Regions from separate parts of the Mus musculus genome. Here region 1 is linked to region 2. A link is a contact called in public Micro-C data. All regions are on one chromosome and are shown on one strand. Each heading gives the region's core, a stretch centred on a gene start, on an enhancer-like site or on the middle of the called end of the contact. The rest is flanking DNA. Distances are from core to core; before and after follow the strand shown. Region 1 overlaps Igf1r (insulin-like growth factor I receptor). Region 2 holds the start of Fam169b (family with sequence similarity 169, member B).

Region 1 (6,898 bases), core at 3,159-5,658, 220 kb before region 2:
TGGTTTTTCTCTTTAAATGAAGCATTAAGGTCCGTTTACACAGCGATAAATAAAGTAATTACTGTAGCTGTGGCATTCTGCCTAAGTCATCTTGAAAACTGAATGCAAAAATCTTTTTAATAGCTCCATAATGGTCTCTTGAAGTGTTACAGATTTTTATAACGATAGCTGTAATATAAGTGCCATTATTTACTGCGAGACTTGAACATTTTGACCATTTACATGGTACTTGTCTGTCTCCGGCTGAGCTGAGTGTGTGACGCTGTGGCACTGCAGACATGTGGTGCCTGCCAAGGGCAGTCTTGACCAGGTGTGGAAGGCCACATAGCATCACTGTGACACCAGAGTATGTCAGGTCCTGCTCCCTGGTTCCTTGGAGAAGGGTTTTTGTTTGTTTTTGTTTTTGTTTTTGTTTTTTTTTTTTTTTGCTTTTGTTTTTTTAATTTTTTTTAAGTCTTTTTTGCAAAATGTAGATTCTGTTTTGGGAATGCTGAGTCCCTGCCCAGTTTGATAGTGTTATGTAAGAAGGCACATTTCTTGTGTTTTCTGATTACCATTCTTTGAAACAGTCCAAACAAAGAATACTACAGTAAGAAAAGGGGAAAGGAAGCTGTCACTCAGCCTTTCTTGAGAGGTGTCCTTTGCTTTTTTGATGAAACTCATGAAAGCCTCTGACAGTAGTATCCGTTCTCAATGGTCTCCTCTCCTCGGGTGTTAGGTAATGGAGAGAGATGAGCGTAGAAGAACATCACTGGGCAGATTCTTTCTTGGTACCCACTCAGACTAGAGAGCCTGGCTTCCATGCTAATGGAAGGGGAACAGACCTTCTTACTCATTCTGCAGAGCGGTGTCTCAGGTGAGCCTGGCTCTGGCTTTCTATGACTGTGTGTGTTTCTAGAGCACACATGTTTCCTGGTTATGTGTGCATGGTCAAGCTTGTTGACTCTTCTGGAGAAGGCAAATGTTGGTGAGAACGCTTGGTGCATTGCATGGGATTTGTTCTCCTTGTGTCTGCATTAGCAATAAATAGACACTCCATTTGCATATTTAACACCCGTCTTCCTTCAGCCTACACCTCTTCACTCTGGGATTAGCTGTTCACTACTTGAAGCTTTTGTGTCTATGCTGGGATATAACTTTCCTCCTTATTAATCAGCAAAAGTCATTTAAAATGGTGTCATTTAAAATGAAATAGAGAAATATTCATAGTTGAGCTTTGGTGGGTATTGCCATAGTTGTTATTCTCTTTTTTTCCTGTTACATCACCTTTATTCTTGTGTGTGTGTATATACATACATATGTATAGGCATATATATGTGTGTGCATATATATATTTATATACACACTTTTATATATATACACACACACATATATATGCTCCTATAATTTTTGAAAGTAAAAATAAATTATTCATGTGCTAAAACTTTATTTCTTCACATACATGGAATGTTAGTGTATATATACATGGGAGTGCTGGGGGCTTCTACTGAACAAGGGTCATCTGGACCTCATTACAAGTAGAGTTGTTCAACACAAGACGTGGTGTGAATGTTGCAAAGTGTTTTTAGAGATAACAGATAAATGTGATCATAAGCAGTGTGACCCATCACCTACTGTTTTTTGCCTTACCCACACTATAGCAGGACTTAATTGCTTTTCATGACTGAATAGTATTCCATTGTGTGAACATAATGAATTTTTGTTGTTGTTGTTTATCCAGAACATCTGCTTTTATTGCATAAATCCAGGACCTTGGACATCTCCATCATTGTTCTAGGATGGCTATGAATGTTGTTGCTGTGTGATGAGCTCTTCTCTGTCCCTACCTCCCTCTGAAACCCACAAATCTTGCCAAGACAGAGAAGTGGGAAGGAGGCACTTGGGGATTGAGGTGAAAGTACTTGAGAGAAACATCTAGTGTTAGCGTGTGATCATCCCTGTGGTCTGGACTGGTCTTACATTCAGCCAGAGTCTTTGCAACATCCCAGCCTTAGAGCAGTTCCTCCCCATATGGAGACATCTCACTCTTTCTGCCTGCACACACTGGAACTTAGTTGTGGACCCAGGATCACTCTCAGTGACCACCCTCGAGACCTTGGTGATCCAGTTAGGGGCCGTCTAACAAGTGGATATTGCTGTGCTACAGAGTGTGTGATGGACAGGCATGTGGTACACCTGGGAGAGAGGGTCTTCGGGTTCAGTTCAATGGCTGGGGCGGGGAGGAAGGCAGTTTGTGGTGGTTCGGATCTGGAGCAGCATGTTAGGGGAAAAGAGAGGCTGGACTAAGGGCATCTTTAGTCTTAAAGACAAACCTGAAGAGCTTTCCCTTTAAACCAGAAGTCCCCTAATCCGCTATTTCTTAGGCTTAAATTCAACAGTAATGAACTGTCCCATCACCCAAGTGATGAATTTAGTCCCATCGGGCTTTCCAAATCCCTAGAAATCCCTTTCCTAGCCCACGAGCTTCACTGAGCACAGGGCTCCACTTCCAGTTATCTTTGTTCTAATTCCTACCTCTCAGCTCCCCTCAATTTTCTGCTTACTGGGTTTATGCTTTAACCAAATGAGGGCGAGGTACGCGTATTTTGAAAATTCCAATTTTATGAATGATTTAGCGAGAACTTAGACTCATTGAAAGAAGAGCATCATTTCATCCTTTTTTATCTTTTCTGCAGTAAAATCACACGCTTACATATTGTCAGTTCATATGTGCACAAGTCATCATGTGACTGAAACACTATGCCTTTCAGCTGTTCCAACAGCCTAGAAAAACTGGCTTCTCACGGGGGCGTGAACAGGTGACTCCTGCAGCCCCAGGAACCTCTAAAGACAAACTTTTTCTTGGAGGAAAGGGGGAATTTATTGTCCATTAGCACATCAAGAGCTGCATTTAGGGGACCATTAGTGCTTTTAGCTCCAAATGAAATTGCCCTCTCCTTCTCTCTTCCTTGAAACAGATGGAAGGAGCTCTGACTTCCTGGCAGAAAGCCTCTGCGATACCTTGTGCAAACTGCTTAATTAACATCTCTGAGCTTTGGTCACTACCAGAACAGGGGAGCCAGCACCAGTGTGTCACCGGAGGATCATACTGAACATTGTAGTGACTCTGAACTGGCAGACCCAGAAGCAGGCCTGCCCTTGTTGATGTGTGTATGATTTGAGTAGACTGGGGGACCGAATAATATATCGCTTGACTAGTCATGTCTTTGGGTCGCAAGGATCCAACCGGACATCCCTGTGGCACCTTCGTCGTTCTCTTTAAGATCTTCACAGCGTTCACTTGTACCTGCTGTGGTGGGAAGTGAGCATTTTGATTATTCTTGAAGGCATTAAAGCATGACCATCTTGAAGTGCCGTGATCATCCTCTACCTATAATTCATCGTCGCCTCAGTTAACTCTGTTAATTCACCTTACTCTGAAAAAAGAATCTCAACAGGAAGTTATTTACCCAAGTCACAAATTCATAATCCTATTTCTAGAAAGATTCTAACAGATCTAGCCAGCCACATTATCCCAGGGCCACCTGGTGTGAGAGTAGAACCGCTTGGACACGCCCTCCACGCCTCCTGCCTAGTAAGCTGTCCACCCTCCTAGTGACACCTGGCCAGCAATTAGAAAACCAGATAGGAGTTTCTCATGGTTCACTGGGATTCATTTATTTTCTCATCCATATTTGTTTTCTTTGCATTCTCTGGATCATTAGCTATAAATAGCTACGTTTTACATGCATTCTTAATGTAATCGCTTAATAGCTGCTCTCTGGGAGGAATGGCTCTGGCATGATTGTTTTTCTTGGGTTAGATGAGATACCAGTGGGTTTGGGGCATAGATTTTTTTTTTTTCCTTCTTGTGTGCACTCTCCTGCCCCCACTCTGTCCCCCTCTCCCTTTCTTTCCCTCTCCCACTCCTGTTCTTGACCATGCTAGCTCTGATTCCATGCTTTCTCTCCCCCTCCCCCTCCCCCTCCCGTTCCTGACCAGGCTCCTCTGATTCCATGCCATGACTCTGTTTGGGGTTACACCCTGGAGATGAAGCACGCCTCAGTTCAGGAGGTATTTAGCTGGTTGGGCTTTGTTTGAATTGTTATTCACATCTTCCTCAGATTTTTGAGAAACTGAAACCAAAAAGTTTATTTTCCTTCCTCAAAAGGCTCTTAAAAGGAAAAATATGATGAGTTTTAACAGTTGTGAATAACTCAGAAAATACTTTTATTGTTGACAGTCAACTGCTACCAGCAGAGCGGCCCGCTTGCATCCTCTTCTTGTCTCGGTAAAACAAATCAATAGGATTTAGTGTATTAATACCTTTGATTCTTACTTAAAATAGGTGGCTGCCGAGGTAGAGACAGTGAGCACTTTTCCTTTGAGTCTGTTGGGTTTGCTGTGGTGGTGGGCGTGGCGTCCCTGAAGGTTAGGGTGCCCCCTGTTGGTGCCATTGGGCTAGGGAAGAGGTGGGGAATGCTGGGTCTCACCTCCGAAGTCAGAACCCTCAGCATCGCTTGTGTGGGGTGACGTGTTCTGGAGAGTGCTGCCAAGGAATAGAAATTCCCAGAGTGCTTCAGTCTGTGGACAGCAGCTCACACAGCTAGATGGGTGCCTTGTGCCTTCTGGCAATGAGGTAAGCTTTGAGTTGATAAGAAGACAGACCAGCCAGCTTTTCAAACATCTGCTAGAGGACACTGGGCTTTGGGGGCCAGTTGAGGCATAAAAGCTCCTGTCTGTGCCGTCTCTCTCCTGCTCATCCTTTAGTCCGTTAACCGAGCTTGTGTGTCCAGGAATTTCTGTTGTTTTTGCTGCACCATCTTGTTTCCTTTTGTTGGCATGAGGTAGATGCCCTCTATGGGTTCAAACTCCTGGGCTCCAGAGACCTGCCTCATCCTCTTCAATAGCTGGGACTAGAAACATTAGCCATCATGCCCCTCTTTGAGATCTTTAATAATTTTGATTTCTATTGATTCCAAATCCCTTTTCTGAGGTAAACAGTTTGCTGCCCTTTCTACACTGTGGCATTATGCAAGAGGAATCGGATTTTAAAGCAAAAGCCCACAGCCCAACCTCTCACAGCTCTCAGCATCAAGACATCTAGACAAGGTGAAGTGGCAGTGTTTGTTACAAAATAAAACTATGTTTACTCGATCTCCTGTTATTTTAACTCTTTTTAAAAAATGTCTTATTATTTGAGATTATAATTAATTCCACATTTCCCCTTACGCCTTTTCTCCAAACCCTCCCATCTCTCTTCATTGTCTTTAAAATTTGTGGGTTTTCCAGGTGGTGCTGGTACACACCTTTGATCCCAGCACTTGAGAGGCAGAGGCAGGTGGAGCTCCAGGTTCAAGGCCAGCCTGGTCTACTCAGTGAGTTCCAGGATAGCCAGGACTACACAGAAAAACCCTATCTTGGGTGGCAGGACAGCAACAAAATATTTATGGTTTTTTTTTCATTAGTTTTTTATATGTGCATGAAAGCATTTGCATGAGTGTACGCATGTGTGTGTGTTCCTAAATACATATTCATAGTATTCATAAATACAATCTGCTCAGCCTATATGATGTTAGCAGTGTGTGTATGTTGTTAGGGCTGACCATCTAGGCTTAGTCTCTTTGCTACAGAAGTCTTTAGATTATTTTTTTTTTAAAAAAAGGCAAATTTAAATATGTAAATCCTTCAGTTTAGTGGAGATTATTAACATTTCGTTTGTAAGCAAACAGCTATCTGTCCTGTGCATCTTGTAGCTGATACATCCATGAAGGGACACACTGGATATTACTAAAATTGCTTAGTCCCTCCACACATTACCACACCCACCCGTTTTGCTCTCATGAGTGTAAGATCTTTAAGAGGAAGAATGAATGAATGAATGAATGAATGAATGAATGAATGAATGTTACTTTGTATCCTCACCCTGTGCACTGGCTTCCTTTGATGCTTTTTCTGGGCAGGCTCGGGTTGTCTGCCCTCACCTGCACTGAGGGGCCCTTTAAGTCCCCTGTCTGGCCACAGTGGCACAGGGGACAGGAGAGGAAGCACATGCCATCCTCATTTCTCTGTTTTAGGCTTAGAAAGAAATATGTCCAACAGATCAGATCCTCTCAGAGTCACAGCATGTCGCACTTCTAGTAATTAAAACTGAAGCCCAAATTGGATAAGAAATAATTTTTTTATTGATGGCTGGCATTTGTGAAAAAGGTTTAATTAGACCAAGATACAGCAGGAACTTATTGGCTATTTCATTTAAGAGACACTGTTGACTTGGTTGTTTTCTGTGTCTCGTTTTGCCTGAGAATCTGACTCTTTTTCACCTTTTTCCAGATATGCTAGTAGCAAGTCTACATCCATTAGCCATAGTGGTTATGTGTTTTGTTTTTTAATGGTACATGGCACATGGTCAAGGGTATTTTCTCACACGGTTTCTTCACAGTGGTATTTGAGGAGTTTCATCCCCTTCTGCTTGGTTCATTCTTCTGTGTTCCCTTCTGGTGTCTGTGGTCTTGGGGTGGCCTCAGGTTCTCATGGGCTCTCAGGATAACTCAGCAACTGCTGTCAGTGTGAGCTGTTTTGCAACTCACATCCCGTCCCTACCAGCTCCGCCCAGATCTGTATGCTGGTAGAGGTCTACCTGAGAGTGCCTTCCTCATGTGAAAAAATCCTGGCCCAAATCCATGTCCTCTTTAGAATTAATGGTGGGCCAGATTGAGGCCTCACTGAATGTCTCTGTAGGGATAGAAAGTCAGAGGAAGAGATAGGTTGGGTATTGATTTTGTTTGTTTTTTGCTTTTGATGCTTTTTTGCTTTTTTACCTTTGATGATGGTAGTCCAGAGGCAATTTCAAGTACCAAATTATGTACTACATGCATTAGGGTAGAGCAAGAGGGCGATCAATTGTCACATGAGAAGT
Region 2 (6,282 bases), core at 1,694-4,193:
GAGTGGCCTTTCTGCGGGGCTCCATTGTTTGAGCCTTTTTACAGGCAACTTAGCTGTTCTCTACTCTTTCCAGGCAATCTGAAGCTAACCCCCAGCAGGCTTTACTATTTATATTCTCTTCGGAGGGAGGGGGCTAGTGAATCTTGTCCATTTCTGGGATTTCCTGGAGCTATTCTTTGTTGTTTACTTCCTATCTTCCCTGAAGTATTTTATCTGTTTTCATTTGGTTTCCCTTCCCTGTAAACATTTGATTTTAAGACGTTTCCAGCCCAGCAGTGGTGGCACAAGCCTTTAAACCCAGCACTTGGGAGGCAGAGGCAGGAGGATTTCTGAGTTTGAGGCCAGGCTGGTCTACAGAGTGAGTTCCAGGTTAGCTAGGGCTACACAGAGAAAATGTCTCAAAAAGGCAAACAAAACAAAACAAAAAGTTTCTCTCAAAAATGGAAGGTTTTAATTTGAGAGGAAACTGCTACACAGTGGAAGGGGAGACTATGGCCATTTAATGATGCAAAGAAATGGGCACTGATGTTTGAGTAAATGCTGGTTGTATTAAGCAGTCTAGTCTGGCAGATTGTGTATGGCTGTGGTCCCTGTACATGGGAGGCTGAGGGCAGGAGAATGGAGATTTTTAAAGTCAGCCTGAGCTGTAACAGTAAAACACTATCTGAAGGTCCAAGACCAAGTTCTTAGCACAAAGAGATTTATTTGCCTCAGGGGACAAAGGGCAGGGAATAAGAGATAAAGACAGGAGATAGAGGATGAGGGAGAAGGGGAAGGGACATTTGTCCTGGAGGGACACTGGACTGTCTCCTGAGAGAGAGGAGACAGATAGCTCATGGCAGTTTATAAAGGTAAAAGGGGACCCCTGTGTTGTGCATGTTAATTAGGTGAGCCAAAGGGGGCTTTAGATTGCTGGATTTTAATACTTTGATAGCTGGACCTTGGTAGTCAGCTTCAAGAGGAGGAAGTGGCTAAATTAGGGTATGGACCTTGGTGGCTAGCTTTAAAATGTAGTCTAATGGTTTTTAGCAAGGCAGAGGGAATGGGGTGGAGGTCAAGGCCTGCCAGAGCTCTGCTTGCCTTCCCGAGGCTGGCCAGAGCCTCTCCATCATTTGTTTGTTTGTTCATATGTAAAACAGAGCAATATCAAAAACATCAGAAGCAAGGTTAGAATTGATTAATAAACTTTTGACCTACATGCTAATAGTTTGAGTAAAACACATTATTATCAGAGACACATACATAGACAAATATATATGATGGCTACATTGTAAAGATACTTGTGGCTACTGTTTGGTTTCAGACCTGGGACAAAGGATTGAGGTACATATTTTACATATCAAAGCAACCTCATCCCCAGGTTCTCCCAGCATCCCTCACTCCCTACCTGGTATACCCTGCCCCCAACCTCCAGGGTCTGGGCTGCCCTCCCCCCAGAGGATCTTCCCTATATAATCCAGACATTTTGGTCTCTCAAATCCCTTCTTTCGTCTCTCTGTGCAAGTCTCTTTCTCTCTTTCTCTCCCCCTCTCCTTTTCCAATGACGACTTTCCTGGCCTTGATCCTTGGGCCAGTGAACTTGCCCTTCATACAGCAGCTTCCAAATAAACCTGCCTTTAACATAACCTAATCCAGTTTAAATTGGCTCATTTAACTAATTGATAGAAATAACCTATCAGTTACTGAAAGACACTTACAAATACGGCTATATTGTAAAGACACTTTAGGAAGCTGTCTTGAGAAGACCACGCACACCTGGATGTGTCTCATTTCCACCCCTTCCCCTAACACCTATCTTTCTACCACTAACCTTAAATCTATGTTTAAAATCTAATAAACTGTGACTCTTCGACACAACGACTTACTCTGACATTCTTTTTGGCACTGAAGTCAAAAATTCTGGCTTCACCAGAGTGGAAAAGAATTCCCTGCTACACACAGCGCAGAATTGTGTTGTGTCCCCAGTTACCATTGCCCCAAGGCCAGTTGTCAGGATCCCAGATTGTTCTCCAGCTAATGGGCTCAAGCCTTCTTCCTCCCTCGGTCTCCCCAGTAGTTGGGACATCCGGTGTGTTTCCATCAGAGTCGGGTGAAAGGTGAAATTTGAAATCACTCACCGCTGCATCCTCCCAAAGCAACGTTTTGAAACAGCTGTGTATACTGGAGAAGAATTGTCGACCTTGAATATTGCTTTGTCAAATGAGCTCCTGCTTGGCTTTTTAGTAAATCGTAGGCACATTACAGTTTCCAGGAGACTGTTGGGACTCTGAAACCGGCAGAAAAGATTCCTGGATGCCCTGTGTTAGATGTGCGTTTATTACATATTTGCTATTTTTCAGCCAAGCCAAGTTTTTGTTCTTTTTTTTTTTTTTTTTTTTTTTTTGGTTTTTTTTCGAGACAGGGTCTCTCTGTGTAGCCCTGGCTGTCCTGGAACTCACTTTGTAGACCAGGCTGGCCTCGAACTCAGAAATCCGCCTGCCTCTGCCTCCCAAGTGCTGGGATTAAAGGCGTGCGCCACCACGCCCGGCTCAAGCCAAGTTTTTGAAAAGGGTTAATGCAAATGGTTTTTGCACATAGAAGGGAGCGTGGTGGAAAAATCTGTCAGTACAAGCTTGGGGCACGGGGGAGGAGGCTGCTTGCCTGTGTTTATGGTAGTTCAAGAACAGCAACAAACTCACTATTGGCTCAAAAGTCATTCTTTTTGTAGATTAGACTTTGCGGAGTCAAGGTTTGGTTAAAAAAAAAAAAACAAAACAAAACAAAAGGTGGTCCAGTAGTGTGTGTTGGGGGAGTGGGGGCAGAGATAAACGCCCGCAGCAGGAGGCAAAGGAGTGAGAAAGAGAAAGCCTCCGGGGAGGTGGCAGGGCGGGGCAGCCCCTGGGGAACTCTTGGTAGAAAGGTTGGTGGCTCTGGTGGGGGGAGGGGGTGGGGAGGTAGAGGCTTACTAGGTGGCAAACTCCGTACCGGAGCATGGAGGCTGAGGCAGTCCGCGGAGTCACAGGTAAGGGGTGCTGCGGTCCCCACGTAGCCAATCGAGGGCGAAGGACGCGAATGGTAGCGGGCAGAGTGCCGCACACCCGTCGCCACAACAGCTTGGGGTGCAGTGCGAGGCTAAGGGCCTCTCCTCTCTTTCTCTCTCTCTTCCTCGGATTCATATAAGTCCCAGGCTAGCGGGAGCTGGAGGAGGAACCTCCAGAGTTGATAGTCTTAGATGGCTCTGGGCTGGGTCCTCACCCGGGTCTCCGGTTCTGTTTCTCACCCCTCCCCCACAACCCTCAACACCGGCCTTGGGGACCTTGGACCTGGGCTTGCTGGCCAGGCTGGGGAATGAGCTCCGAGGTGAGAGAGAAGTCCGAACAGCAACCCATTCCTACTTTCCAGCAAGGAGGACCCAGGAAGCGCCTGGACCGAGAGAAGTGTCCCGGGAATCCACGCTCTGGGCCAGCCTCTTTGCTGGCTCCAGGGACACAACTCACATGCCTCTTCCCGCCCAGTTTCAGGATTTGAAGATACTTTCTTGAGCCGGCCACCTCTGAGGTCTTAGGGGATGCCATTTCAGGCCTTTGGCTAGACATCCTGGTCACAGGTGGCTGGCTGTGTCGCACGGATAGTCACACTGCACACAGCCCACCTACAGTAAAGTCAATCATGGCAGGGGCGCATTTGAGGCTGGCAGGTAGCCACTCGCTCTTATGACCTACTTTAAACGTTGCAATTGAGTTGTTTTTCTCCTGTTTTCAGGTGCGTGAGATAAGGAGAGATTGTAGCCACTAGCTAATTATATGGATTAGTAAGGATTTAGTTGATCTAGAGATTAAGAAAAGGCTCGTCTTTAATTTTGGAAAGGGAGCTATTTCTCTTTTGTTTTAGTCTTGTGCACTTTTTTTTTTTTCTAGAAAGTTAAGAGTGCTGTTTCCAGTTTACACGCTGGAAGACTGGAATAAAAGTCTTGCTTTTTTGATCTTCCTCATCTACAAAACAGGAGAAGCCCCCTAGGGTTTATTAAGCACAGCAGTCTCTCATTACACTCCCATCTCTACTAGTGGGTCTCTTTCCCCTCCCCTAGAGTGAGCAGGTCCTTCCCCATCTTTGCTTCAGAGAGCTTCCCCTCCCAGGCCCATGTGATGGGAAAAAAAGAATAGTAATTTCATCTTCTGGAAAAGAATCGTTGGCCTGAGACAGTTTATGGCTTTTCCCTGTATGCGCTCCGACCTTTGCTGTGGTTTTGATGGCCACCGGTGGCTCAGATGACACACAGCAGTCTCCCATTTATCATTTCCACATGTGTGAGATCCTAATGGGTTGGAGGCTTGCATAGTTGAACTGTTGCCTGTGCTTTGATAGCTGTTTCCAGAAACAGCTTGAGCAAATCTCGTCTACTGGGGAATCCCTTTCTTTTTAGTAGAGAAGCATGAAAGGAAAAAAAAATAATAATGCTTTCAGGTAAGGTGACTTGCCAGCCTCTACTTAGCTTCACCGCTGAAAACCGAGGAAGGACATTCCTCCCGCAGCTGTGCTCTGTGTTCGCAGGAGGGGCCCCCGGGAGGTTTGGTTTGGGGCAGTGCCATCCAAAAAGAGATTTGGGGGTATCCACAATAATTTACATCCTGATGCCCCCCCCCCCATATCCGTCTCCTCCCTCCTCTCTCTACATGTTTTTTGGTTCCCTGATGCCAAAAACCTTCTTAGGTTCCACTGGGCCATCTGTTGCTGTCATTTCAGCTTAGAACAGAATGGAAAGGAAAGAGAAAGCCAGACACAGCCTGGTCTTGTTACCATCCTTTTTTCTTTCTTCTACTTCTTCTTTTTCTTTCTTTCTTTCTTTCTTTTTTTTTTTTATCTTGAACTTCTTCCCTTAGCTATGGACTGCTTTATGAGGCTGCATTGCCTCATAAGGATTAGTTGAGGCCCTGTGTATGTGGGAACTCATTGCTGGGCCCTGTGTCATATTAATAGTGAGCATAGAGAAAGCCATTTCTTTTGCCTTTTGAAAAGTGGGATGTCCTGATAATTTGTGCTGCTAATAAAGCAGAGAGGATTGACCGATAACGGAGCTAACAAGCAGGTTGGGGGTAGTTCAGAAACTTGCATTGTTTGCACGGCTTTCTATGGAAGGGAACAAGAGGTCAAGGAACAGGGAGAAGTGAGTGGGGGCTTGTTTGGAGGCCTTCCCAGGTCCTTTTAAAAGAATTGAGCATGCCAAAGACCATATGTCGGTTTGTTTGTTTGTGTGTGTGTGTGTGTTTGTTTGTTTGTTTGTTTTGAGCCCTCTTCAGATCCCAAGGAGCTATGCCAAGAAGTACTGGTATGGGCAGAGCCCTGAAGTGGGGCTGGGGGAAAGGAGAGGACATGTCACAGGACTCTAAAGGGGCCAGACACAGCTATAGTTTGAAAGGCATTTGCAGAGGCAAGAAAAGGAAAGAATATTATTAGGTGGAGGTCTCCCACCTTGTCAGACTCAGGTCACCAGCTTTGGTGACAAGTGCCTTTACCCACTGAGCCATCTCACTGGCCCGGCCTGTGCGTACTTGTGTGTGTCTGTGTGCGCACGCGTGTGCACTCACAGTTCACTTTTAGCATGCTGTATGTCAGCTATAGTCCTGAGCCCTTCGCAGGCAGGACTGTAGCTGACCTTTACATCAGACAGAACTGGTGAGGAAACAGGCCCAGAGATGGACTGGGGTGATCTGTCCATAAAGTGGCAACACTGGCATTAAAACAGAGGTTTCTGGGGGGCTGGGGGTGTGACTCGGAGCATTGGGTTTCCTCAGAAAGTGGGAACTCTCCTCTCCAGTTCAAGAAAGAGAGAGAGAGAGAGAGAGAGACCATGTAGCTGGTTGAGTCAGTTCATAAAGGTGTTTCATAGATGACCTCATGTTAACACAAGCTTAAGTCACACCACCAGTAGTTTGGATCTTTTGTAGTCCATGATGACTGAGTGTCCTCGGAGGGGGATGTGGGTTTGGCAGGTTTGGGGTCTCAGTGTCTGGGAAACGGGACCTCAGTGAGGACAGGATGGAGAGGGGCTTTGCTCACAGCTGTCCTGGAGCGCCCCACTGGGGTTTCCAGTGAGACAGGAAAGGGAGGGAGCGAAAGTGGAGAGCGGTGTGTAAACGTGTACTTGGCTCTGAAGGTTGTAGGCTGCTCCCTCCTCAAGCAGACTCTTGTGGGTCCTTCTGCTTAGTGCCCTGAGCTCCCTTGGAGAGAGTGGAGGCAGCAGTTCCTGTTGGATGTTGGCAGAAGCCCTTGATGGCTCTGCATCTAGGAAGGATGGCTGGGAGA

Evidence for each region. A called contact is a pair of places that touch in the nucleus more often than the background predicts.
Region 1: a Micro-C map of embryonic stem cells shows a contact between it and region 2, with 1.9 times the contacts expected there. The contact joins the enhancer-like site here to the promoter of Fam169b in region 2. A contact is called at or near these places in 2 of 39 promoter capture datasets (neutrophils and pre-B cells), 3 of 484 Hi-C or Micro-C datasets (DN3 thymocytes, bone marrow-derived dendritic cells and embryonic stem cells) and 3 of 9 other capture datasets (adipose tissue, liver and pancreatic islet).

What each region holds. Positions count from the first base shown.
Region 1 is chr7:68,050,668-68,057,565 of GRCm38.p6, forward strand. All of the region lies in intron 2 of Igf1r (insulin-like growth factor I receptor), which reads left to right. Among named protein-coding and RNA genes, the nearest start is that of Gm51488, 83 kb to the right of the region's middle. Within about 2 kb of position 4,409, at least 35 of the 459 cell types and tissues checked have an H3K27ac peak or open chromatin away from gene starts, as enhancers often do. A contact at or near this core is called in embryonic stem cells, where this site is marked.
Region 2 is chr7:68,273,041-68,279,322 of GRCm38.p6, forward strand. It overlaps Fam169b (family with sequence similarity 169, member B), which reads left to right and starts at 2,944. Exons shown (of 9, transcript NM_001374636.1): 1 at 2,944-3,001. The coding sequence starts at 2,971. Gm16157 (predicted gene 16157) reads right to left here and starts at 3,554. Exons shown (of 4, transcript NR_040340.1): 1 at 3,477-3,554; 2 at 2,118-2,297.